Regions from separate parts of the Anser cygnoides genome. Here region 2 is linked to region 1. The links are chromatin contacts, called in public Hi-C maps. All regions are on one chromosome and are shown on one strand. Each heading gives the region's core, a stretch centred on a gene start, on an enhancer-like site or on the middle of the called end of the contact. The rest is flanking DNA. Distances are from core to core; before and after follow the strand shown.

The links. A called contact is a pair of places that touch in the nucleus more often than the background predicts.
Region 2: a contact with region 1 is called in a Hi-C map of liver, with 7 times the contacts expected there. The contact joins the promoter of SELENOP here to the promoter of FBXO4 in region 1. A contact is called at or near these places in 2 of 7 Hi-C or Micro-C datasets (both in liver).

The regions. Positions count from the first base shown.
Region 1 is chrZ:68,816,194-68,821,822 of Taihu_goose_T2T_genome, forward strand. FBXO4 (F-box protein 4) reads left to right here and starts at 3,052. Exons shown (of 7, transcript XM_013181781.3): 1 at 3,052-3,191; 2 at 3,765-4,000; 3 at 5,627-5,629. The coding sequence starts at 3,786. It overlaps RIMOC1 (RAB7A interacting MON1-CCZ1 complex subunit 1), which reads left to right. Exons shown (of 6, transcript XM_066987600.1): 2 at 192-298; 3 at 669-815; 4 at 1,192-1,323; 5 at 1,524-1,638; 6 at 2,996-3,303. The coding sequence ends at 3,282.
Region 2 is chrZ:69,163,235-69,168,863 of Taihu_goose_T2T_genome, forward strand. SELENOP (selenoprotein P) reads right to left here and starts at 3,342. Exons shown (of 5, transcript XM_013181719.3): 1 at 3,202-3,342; 2 at 1,655-1,858. The coding sequence starts at 1,845. LOC106036284 (a long non-coding RNA gene) reads left to right here and starts at 3,502. Exons shown (of 3, transcript XR_010827924.1): 1 at 3,502-5,629.

The sequences.
Region 1 (5,629 bases), core at 1,802-4,301:
GAGGCCGGCACCCTTGGGTGCCCTCGGTCCGGTCGGGACTTGTGTCAGCGGGGCGGTTTTGGTGCCTTGTTGTTCTGCTGCTGCTCTCAGATACATCACAAAGGCGGTAAAAACATAATGGAAAGGGGGAGGAAGCAGGGCTCTGGGTGGGTGCTTGGCAGTGCTAAGGGGGCGTTGTGTTCTTCCCTCAGATACCTTCCTCGTAAAGGGCTCTGCTGCTCTGGAGAAACTGGAGGGACTCTGTAATGAAGGGAGCGAGAAAACACACCCTTCCAAGCTTTTGCAGCTTTATACACAGGTAGTGCGTTCAAAGCATTACGAACTCCATCTAAAAACATCCCCTGTGTATAGGAGAGGGTTCGGTGTATGAAAGAGGGTGTAACAGAGAGGGATTTCTGTTACTCCCGTGGTAACTACAGAATATCCATGAAATATAGGGCTTCTTTTGTCTGGAGTAGAAGATAAGTTAGAGTTGACAGTAATTGTACAGATACTGTGAAGACAGAAAGGGTTATGAGTTAATGTTCACCATCAACAACCCTACAATACCTTTAGCTTGTTACTTTTGTAAATTAAGTAAATTGTACTAATTGTAAAGTAATTGTAAAGTACTATCTGATTAGTCTGCAAGTAGTATTCTTGCATTTTATATCTTTTTGTTTCCATAGGCTGTTTTAGACATTACATATTTTGAGGAAAGCCAGCTTGTGGATGAAGATTTTCCAGAAGAAACTTCCTTGGAAAAAGTTAAAGAACTTACTAGTATTTTGTCAGAACCAGAAGATCTAGTGAGAGAATGCAGCATAAATGAGGATGTGAGTACTAGTGTTACTCAGTGAGAGAATCAAATATTTCATTACTTAAAAATCTGAAATAGGATAGGATAGTATTATTTGTATTTTTAATGGGCAAAGTTTAAGATCTTTGGAAAAAAATAATATCTTAGTTATATTTAAATAGTAATTCGTCAAAATAATTTTTCAAAGAACATGTTGCATGCTCATTCTTTCCTAATGTTTCATGATTACAGAAGCTTTTGGCAATACAAATCTGAAATACGAGGTTTGTGTCTGCGACCTCTGCTGTTAAGTACAGCCTCTAAAGCTGGAGGCTTAATATAACACTGTGTGTGTATGAGTAGTTTAGATGGTTTACTTTTTGCTTAGCACAGTTTGTTGGATTTTATTTCAGCCTATTAACATCCTTGGTATAGAGTTGGTAGAATGTCTTTACTGGAGAAAAGGAGCCCTGCTTTACATGTATTGTCATACAGCAAAAGAAAGGAGTGAATGGCTACGAGAAAACATTGCCATATTTAAAAAGGTAAAGGAGGATTTATAAAGTGCTATGAATATGTGAATGCCCGTAAATATGGTTTTAAAGTGTGACTTTTTTAAAATACTTTTTTATTTATTTTAAATAAGGTTTGGGGGAATTCGTGTCTGGAAATATTTTTGGCTATCATTAAATTAATTAGAATTTATCTAAAAGTGTTTTTTTCCACATTTTGTAACTGCATTCAGTGTCTTAATGATGGAGTTCGTTACTTGATGAAGATGCTTAGCTTTAGATGCCCTCTTCATCTAAATGAAGATGTCTTACTTCAAGATAAAGACACAGCTAGATTACTCAGTGAAGGTAAAGAAAAAAGCGCAACCCATGCCCCCAATAACTACTCCACTTTATAAAATGCTTTATTGTGTATTTTGGTCATTCGACTTCATTTGTATTCAAAACTATCACTTTTTACAACAAACCAAAAACTAACAGACATAAAAAGCGGGCACGCTTTCCTGATTCCCTCCTCATCCCACATAATTTCTTCTGAGTCATTCTTCTCAGTCGTCTGAGGTGGTAATGTTCATTTTCTCTATATTTTTGAGTGCACTGAAGGAAAATGAACTGAGGCTTTATACACTGTGTGCACAGTGTTTGTGGTTTATAACCATACAGCTGTCAGTTGACAAATGTTGAAAGCACAAACACGATTACAGAGGGCACAAAATGTTACCGTTTTGATTTCCCTGTTTAGATCTAGAAGAAAACAGATATGATGAATTGTTGACTTCACCCATGTAGAAAGTATAAGCAAAGTTGGCTAGAGTTGGGAAACTTTCTCTCTCATCCACTGTAGCTTTATGTAAGTTGCATTATTATAGTGCAATTACATGAGCATCTGAGACTACATCAGTGTGGTGCTGGTATGGTGATGGAGCAGGAGAGGATTTCCAAAGTAAAACAGCTGGTGATGAGAATGGGATGTTCACATTATACCCTGTCAAAACTACCTCTACTTTGGTCCTATGCAATAAATGCTCAGGGGGACAGCAGAGCACCTCGTTTAATTTCATCCAAAAGTGGGATTGCTCTAGTTCAGCTCCACATTGATTGAACAAATTCAGTGACTGATTTTGTACATTCATTCAGTAGGATTTCTTTGCTTTGAATGACCATGGACACTTAATGTGTTTCCTATTCAAATACAAAAGCTGCTGCTGGTTAACCCGAGTTAAGATGATGTTCAAAAAGCTATCTTCTAGTAGGCTTAAATTGTGGGAGGCACAGAGGTATTCTAATGTGGTCAATTCTAATACATGCTCATACCTCCACTTAATGGATTGTACAGAAATACTGAAGTTGTCTAAGATAAACAAACATAGGCAAACATATTTTTTATTATCTATCTATATTATATTTTTATATATATATATATTATTTATTTATACATATTTATATGCCAGTATTAAAGATTTTAATATTATGGAAGGGCAAAATGGGTGGAGCAATGAGCAAGACCTTGGTCCAGCTTCTTTTGTGCGCATCATCAGTCATACAATGGCAGAAAATTGTTCTTTGGTGTACCTCTTTAGTAGGCTGATGTTGCCTGTACCTTTTTTTTTTTTTTGCTGCCTTTCTAAGAAAAGGTTGTAGTTAACGAGCTGCGTACTTGTTCACAACAGAAGAAAAAAGTGCTTGATCTGAATTATTTCTGCAGGTATATTTAGTGACACTCACTTGCTGGCGATGATGTACAGCGGAGAAATGTGCTACTGGGGACTGAAACTCTGTGGAGAGGGGGAGCAGGAAAGCCTTCGGACGACAGACCCGGCGCCTAGCAGCGAGCCGGGCTGCAGATCACCGCACAGCGCACCTCTGGATTTCCGAGAACTGGGCAAAAGCATGCTGACAAAGTACGTGTCTGTATGCGAGGGACCTTTGCGCGGCCAGGGCTGGAACACCGGCAGCGCCGAACAAATGCTGTGTTACCTCAGGACCAAATAAACGCGCCCCGCTTCGCAAGGAGCTCGCTGTGCTGTCAGCCTGACCCCCGGCCGCCGCGGGGTGGCGGGGCTCCGCCTGCGTGGCCGGCACCGCGGTGTCAGGCGGCGGCGGGGCGGGCGCTGCGGGGCCGGGGGGCGGCCGCGGCGGCGCCGCCTCTTCCTCGCCCGGGGCCGCGGCGGCGCCGTGCGGGGCGGGATGGCGGCGGGCAGCGGGCCGGCGGAGCGGGGCGGGCTGGAGGCCGCCGTGCGCGGCCGCCTGCGGGGCCTGAAGGAGCGCTGGGCGCGGGGGCTGAGGGAGCGGGCCGAGGCCGCCTCGCAGCCGGGCCCCGCGGGCGGGGAAGGGGAGGCTGAGGAAGCGAGCGCCCTGCAGGCGCTGCCGGTGAGCTCGGACCCGCCGCCCTCCCCTCCTCCTCGCCGCTGCCCTCGGGGCTGCCGTGCGCCGAGCCCCCCTGGGGGTTCAGCCGCCGGTCTCGGTGCTTTCAGATCGACGTGCAGCTGAACATCATGTCCTTCCTCTCGCCGCAAGACCTGTGCCACCTGGGGAGCACGAGCTGCTACTGGAGGGCGGCCGTGCAGGACCCGCTGCTCTGGAGGTACTTTCTGCTGCGGGATCTCCCCTTCTGGACCTCCGTGGACTGGAAGTCGCTCCCGGATGTGGAAATTTTTAATAAAGCCTTCTCAGAAGTCAGCGATAACACGCTGTATGACTACATGGCGATGTGAGTGTCTCAGCATTCTCTTGCACAATTTACAGCCCACAGGCAGGGTTCGTATTTACAGCGGTAAACTGTAAGCCGCTGCTCAAATTTTGGTGGGTTCTCAAACCCATCCCTTACTCTGGAAATTTAATTTCCTGCTCTGTGACCGTTTGGTCTGGTATTTCTCCTTGGAATTCAACAGGAATGTAAGATGTTAAAAAAATAATAATCAAAGCTTTTTGTAAACTCTGTGCCCACTGTGCCACCAAAAATCTTGCACTGGTGAAGCTGTGCTCACCACTCATCCTGATGAAAATTCTCTTCACTCTCATTGCAATGAAAAATAATTTATTGTTTTGATAAAAGTACTAAAAAGTGTTTAAAATACAGTGAATGGAATGATCCTTAGTTTTGTTTTATATCTTATCTGGAAAACCTAGTAAAAAATAAAATGTTATTTTTGAATGTGCTTGGAATAAGTACTGATATTGCTTTAGCTCTGATGGTTAGTGTCCATGAGACAGAGCCTGTAATTTTAACCAGTGTAGCTGAAAAGCACAGTAACACTCATAATATGTTTGGATGATTGAAAAGTCCCCTAAGAGAAGCAGATTATTCTGCAGTGGTTTTTTTGTTGTTGTTGTTGTTTTTTAATCTCATTCAATGCCTTTAATTAATTTGCAGTAAAAGTTACTAATTTGCAGTTACGTTTTCCAAAGATGATTTTATGAAATTCTTGCTTCACAAAAAGTGCACTGACTCCTGTGGTCTCTGTGCCCTTCACCCCCATTTTACAGCTGGAAAAGAGGTGCTTTGAACCTGGAGTGCAAAATATCATTGATTTTGAGCACTGGATTTAATGTCTTCAGGTCCAAATACTTCAGAGCATCACATATTGGAAATGACCTGTCACTGATTTTCGTTGTGTCTGTGAGCACTTAACGTTGTTGCTGATCTTAAGTGAAGTGTACAGAAGCACACATTTAATGTTTTCTTGAAGTGATTTGTCCAGCATCACAGTTCAGTGTCCAACGAAGCAAAGATTGAATCTGCTTCTCCAGGAAGTCTGTCTCTTCCGTCACTGTTACTTCTTTCCCTGTGATTACCAAAGTCATTCGTGCCTTCCAGCTTCTCCGTCAAGTGAATGCATAAGGTTGCAGACAACAGCTTGTCTTCTTTCACATCATGTGTTCTCTGTTCCTAAATGGGAAATGGTCCTTTCCAGGTGGAGTGAACGATTAGTAAACACAGAGGCAGTTTAACGAAGGTTGGAAGTGCAGTCAGAATTTTCCTATTTTTTTACGCCGTTTGCAACGCAGCAGCTTTTATTTTATCCTACAAATGCTGTGTGTGCAGTGAGGCTGGGAGAGTTTCTAATTTTACTTTATTTTTTTAAGTAAACTAAATATTCCATCCCATGGAAGTATATTAAAGGTCCAACAAGTCAGCGTTTGGAATTTGGAAGGACTAATGGTTTTACCTGCTTTAACCTGCTGACTGAAATAATCAGTTTTGAACTTCAGCATTTTTCACCTGTGCTTGAGTTGTACCAGTAACAAAGCATGAGAAGCGTGCGACCTGAGTAAACGTTGATTAATACCTATTCTGTATTTTGCGTTTAATTTCTAGTTTGTGTCTATTTTACAGATA
Region 2 (5,629 bases), core at 2,092-4,591, 350 kb after region 1:
TGAGTTTTAATGTCAACAATCTAAAAATATTAAAACTTTCCTGCTATTTGCCATAACTATCCACTATGTCATTGGACTTGATGATCCTGAAGGTCTTTTCCAATCTAAATGACAGCATGATTCTATACTGTCACCAAGCCAGACTCTACAAAAGCTTAGAAAGCTAAGTAAAAAAGACATCTGCTTTCAGATGAATTCAGTGATATTTTTATTGCAGTTCTTTCACACTCCTCATGGTCTAACAGATAGCTTATGAGATGTCTTTATTCAAATGCTGAGCTTTGGGTCACATAGCTGGTTAAAGAATGCACAGAGTGAATGCATCGGGAAGACAAACAATCAAGAAAGCAAACCTTTATAACATAATAGGTTTGTATAGCAGTCAGACATGATAGTCAGAAAAGGGATGTTACATTAGCAGGATTGAAAAAATGGCTATATAGAGTGTGTTCAAAAACTGGCTGGCAGGAATCAGTTTTCCTCTTTTTCTGTTCTGCCACAAACCCCTTTTTCCTTGCTACTTAATACAGAAAGCTGCTTTCTTGCTGTAAAACGTTTTCGTTCACTTGATCAGGATCATTCCAAATAAATTACTCTACAAAACACTTTTGTTTTTTCACTTTCAGGAGGTACTCTAGAACTTGAAAGAATACAGCCTTTCTAAAATGCATGGAATCAAGTCCAACTACTATGAAAGCCAACCACAGAGTTCACTTTTGACTTTGATGGAGGTAGAAATTTACCATTTTTTCAAAATCCATCTCTTGAAAAATTTGAAAAGACTATTATCATATGAACTTATGCAGCCTAGGGGAGAAAACACATGTGTTATTACAGTGATCAAAATCAAGCTGTGAAACCAGCAGTATGAATTTTTAAGCCAAAGTGATTTCACAACAGCTCAATTAATCCAAGATAAGGGTTGTATGTAATTCCTGTTTGGGTCAGCTCAAAGTTATTTTCTTGCTCCTGTTACTGTCATGGTACCTAGTTATTTCTACTGAGGTAGGTTCAAGAAACCAGTGCACTAACATCTCAGGACCTGGACAAAAATTTAACAGCGATGATTCCCTTAAATGCCTTTTCAGTTTTTGCAAGGCCAGTTCCTACTGCATCTTCTGGATTTTTTTTTTTTTTGTATCTACAACCTCTGAATAGAGGCTGGGATAGCACATTAAAATTTGCATTTTGATTTTTCGTTCCCTTTACAGATTTTACATAAAAAATGAGTGATAACTGGCCTGTTTCAGATGTTCTAGCCAAGTCAGAGAATTACGTTTCTTGGCTTCAGCATGTTACTACATTAATTATCTGTTCTTATCTGAAGCATCTCTCTTGAGGAACTGTTTCTGCTGGCTTTCTGTGTGTTTTGGGTTTCATTAATGTCAAGTTGATCATATCTGATGCTGTAAATACCATCTGGAGAACACGATCTGTTAGTCAGGATGAAGCTAAGAGCTGAAGAATCTTTGCCACTGGCGCAGAATCCTCCCACACCAGGCCACATATGCCAGCTGGGATTGCCAGTGGCTTTTGAGGAAGCTAGTGTTCACTGAGTGCCTCTGTAGTTAGGCACATGTATTATCCTCAGATGGCTTTAAAAAAATCGACCACTCATGTTTTAACAAACGCTGGGAAAGAGATTTACGCTCACCTGGAAGCCTGCAGCAGGCACAGGTATCAGCTAGCTTGGAGGAGAGCCACCACCGTCACCGAACCCCTCGAGTTCAGCATCGGGTTCTCCTCCCCGACCCGCCATTCGGGGGGCTCCTGGCAGTTCTGGGTCTCTGTCCCTCCTCCTGGGAGGAGACAGAGAACCAGAACTAGCCCCAGCCCTGCCCACATGGCGGGGCTTTATCTGAAAAGAGAGAAAATAAACAAAATGAGATCAATGCCTAAACGAAGTTCAGACCCTGAAATTCCCATAACAAAACAGTAAAATAAAAAAGTAAATAAAATAAAAGGACATAAAATTGAACTACTGTTGACTCCTTAATCATATTTCTTCCATTTTGCAGTTGAGTTCTCGTATATTAAGTAGATTATATTTTTTTGTTGTTGTTGAAAAGTGTTCAGAATAACTGAAATTTCTTTTAACGCTACTAAAAAGCCCCATTTCCTGTTTTTTGACATCAGTGGTGCTGAGACAGTTTACACCAGTAAGAATCCAGGCCAGTTCACTCCAGATTATGGTATGAATCCAACCCGCTCAACAGCAAGTCCACTGACTTAAAAGAAATTGCACCACCAGAGTATATTGATACATAGCAAGCATTACAGATCCTGGCAGGAAAAAGGAAAAAAAAAAAAAAAAAGACAAAATTTTTTAAAAGTCAGTTTGTAGCACTTGGATCCCGTTGAGAAATCTCTGAAGAATACAGGAATAGAAACAATTTTGCAAAAGCAGGAAATGAAAACTCAAGTTTCAGATTTGCCATATCTTACAAAAACTCCTGACCACACTGAGTCCATTAATGTTTATGAAAATCAAAACATACAAGAAATTCTGTAATTATCCTTCTATTCCAATAGCATAATAGTTTTGCCTTAATATGTGCAGGAAACTCTCAAATAAAGTATTAAAACTGTTCCCAAACACATCCTAGGCTGCAGAATTGTATAATTCCAACACACCCATCAGAGTCTGATAGTAAACACAGGATGTTTTGGAAACAGCAAGTTTTGATAAAGGCTAAAAGCTATGCTTATCACCAATCTTGTCACATTCTAAAAAACAAACAAAAAACAAACAAACAAAAAATAAAACAACAACAACAACAACAAAACTTTTAATTATTGATCTTTCAAACAAGAGCCAGCATAATTTTGAGGAATGCTGCTGTCCCCACGTTCCCTGCCTGCAGTTCTACCAAAATCATTTTTGTGTACAGCACTTGGAGGATGAGATAGTGGCCCAATAAGCATCAGCAGAGCCAGCTGTTCACTCTTTCCACAAGTCTGGGAAGCCGTCCACCTTTACGGGGCTCCGTTAGGAAGGTGCGAAGCTCCTGGGACATCTGGCGACGCTGCTCTGCCTGTGCAGCCTCCAGACGGGAGCCGTGCTCCAACTTAACACTTCCCTTCGCTTTTTGTTTTCCAATGGAAATTTCCACAGTCGGCCTTTTCCGCCGGAGAAACAAGCGGACGCCCTGCCAAATCTGAAGTCCCGGCTCTTTGTCGAAGCGAGAACAGCAGACTTACCCCTTCCTCCCCACTCGCCTTGGCAGCCGCGCTCCGCTGCGCCGCGGAGGAAAGCAGCGTGGGGAGCAGGGCTGCGGTATTTATACTGCTCTTGTTTATCTCGCTGTGCAGACACGGTTCAAAGTTCAGGGAGCTCATTGCGAACGACCTTGCAAGCAAAGCAAACCCCTCCAGCAAAAGTGGCCAAAATATTTCTGGGTTAACTAATTGCGAACAGAAGCGTCTTGTCACGCGGAACGGCGAGGCGTGCCAGGCGCGAGGGCTGAATTTCGGGTCGTGCCAGGCACCGGTCACCCCAGAGAGCTGGAGGCAGTGGTACAGCCAGCGGGGAGGGGTGGGCCAACGAGTCCTTATTTTGTGAACACAGCCAGAGGGGGAAGGTACTTCTCCGCTCACAAAAATGCTGAGCTAGCAGGTTTTTGCACTTATGCTTTATCTCGTGGTTGCTTAGAGGGTGGTGTACCCAGGCTGAGCGCCTGAGCACTGCAGAGCTCCTCTTGCACAGCTGCTCTGGGTTACGTCAGCTGGCATTAAAACTTGTGGAGAATCTGCCAGTTCGACAGCTTATGCCGGAGGTTAACGTCCAGATCTCCTGACATTTAAAGCAATGTAGATGCAAGAAAGCCATGAAGCTCTACCTACTGGCAGCAGCCATTTATCTCTGCTACATTTTCTTCCCACATTGTCATCACTGAGGTGCCTGAGAACATTTGTGTGAAGCTGCTTTCTTACCCCTTCCTCAGAGAGGGAACTGTTCATGCATGAAGTGTTTTACTTTGACAGCAATTTGCTTGAGATAGATTTCCTTCAAAGTACGTGTTTATGGAGAAATAAGTGTTTAAAAGCAGTATGCCTGCAGAGTTTAAGGTGGTGAGATTTACACTGCTTAGCTCTGTGGCCTGAGACTGTCTCCTGCATAGACGAGCTTCATGCTTCTGGTCGAAAGTCTTGTTGGGCACGAGGAATGGAACTGCTGACCTCGGGGTTTATCGTCAGGATGTGCTACACTCAAGCCAGTGGAAAGAAGGACAAAGATCTGAAGTTTTATTCCATAGTCTCTGAGGACACAGTGAAGAAAGCAGAAACAGATGTCAGAGAGGGACTGGTTTATTTGTTTGTTTGAAGTGGGACGTGCTCATGTTGCTTATGTTGTTAGTGAAGTGAATCTCTGTGTACTCTGCCAGGCCTCATAGCTGGAACCAAGCCCTCAGAGCTGTGATGATGTCCTGTACTGTTGCAAGAGACAGATTATTTGCTGAGCCTGTTGCCTCAAGATAAATTGTTGATTTTCAGTGCTAATAAAGCCCTACAGGGTTTGCTGGAAGTATTTGGTACACATCAGGTCTGTCAATTCCTAAATGAGCACTGAAGCAGCTAAAAAGAAATGCAGCAGGTACAGCTCTGTGAACAGGGAGAGGAGTAAGATACAGCTCAGTAGTAACTGACAATTGGTGTCTTACCAGTTACTGCAACACAGGCGGAAATACTATGAAATAAAGAGCAGTACTCCATTCCCATTTCTTCTGCAGCTATGCAGAGGGACATGCACAACGTTTAATTAACCAGTGCTGAGCCTACGAGCTATAAGTTATACCACTGAGCGCAGCTGAGACTCGCAGCTCAGAACTACTGAAGAATAAAGGGTCCAGACAGAGTGAGCTGAAACAGCTGACTTATAAATCAGTTAACTTCCTGATGAGGATGGAAATCCACAGTGGTCACTGCTGAAAAGTTAGTATTTGCTCCCAAATAGTATGCAGAGAAACCTGCAGACCCTCAGTTGCCTTACAGAGAGATGAGAAGCAGCAGTTCTGTTACCAGCTATCACTGTGCTGATGATTACTGTTTATTACATTATTTAGTATTACATTACATGATAGCTATTACAACATTGACAATGTTGAGAAGAAGGCCTTAACCACATTCATAATTATAAGCCATAAGCATCTTGCCCTATAACATTCACCCTACCTAAGACCATTGTTCTGCCTCAAGATTTCTTGAGGAAGAAACTTTTTCCATCTTAAAGCAAGTGGTAAGGAATATTATGTTGGCTGTGGGTGTAGATGGTTTGAATTCAGTTGTTTTAGAAATGTATGACCCCCTAGATATGTTTAAACTTCTGTCTGAAGCATTACCCTTTCTGAGTGGAAAAAAAATCCACTTCTGCATTTCTTGAATACATAATTGTAAAATTTACAGTATAAAATTCTAAACATTCAGTTTCTTACAGCCTGCCCCTGTTAATTAGAAGGCTCCTGTAGCCCTTTATCCATAGCTTCTAATGAAATAATTGTTCTAAATCTTAATTTTGATTTCCACTGCAAGCATTTTCTTAGCTGTTGAGAATGTTCTAGTCTCACTGCAGGAGGCAGTTATCAGCTCTAATTTGGACAAGTCTTCAGTTTCAAAGAAAATAATTTTTATA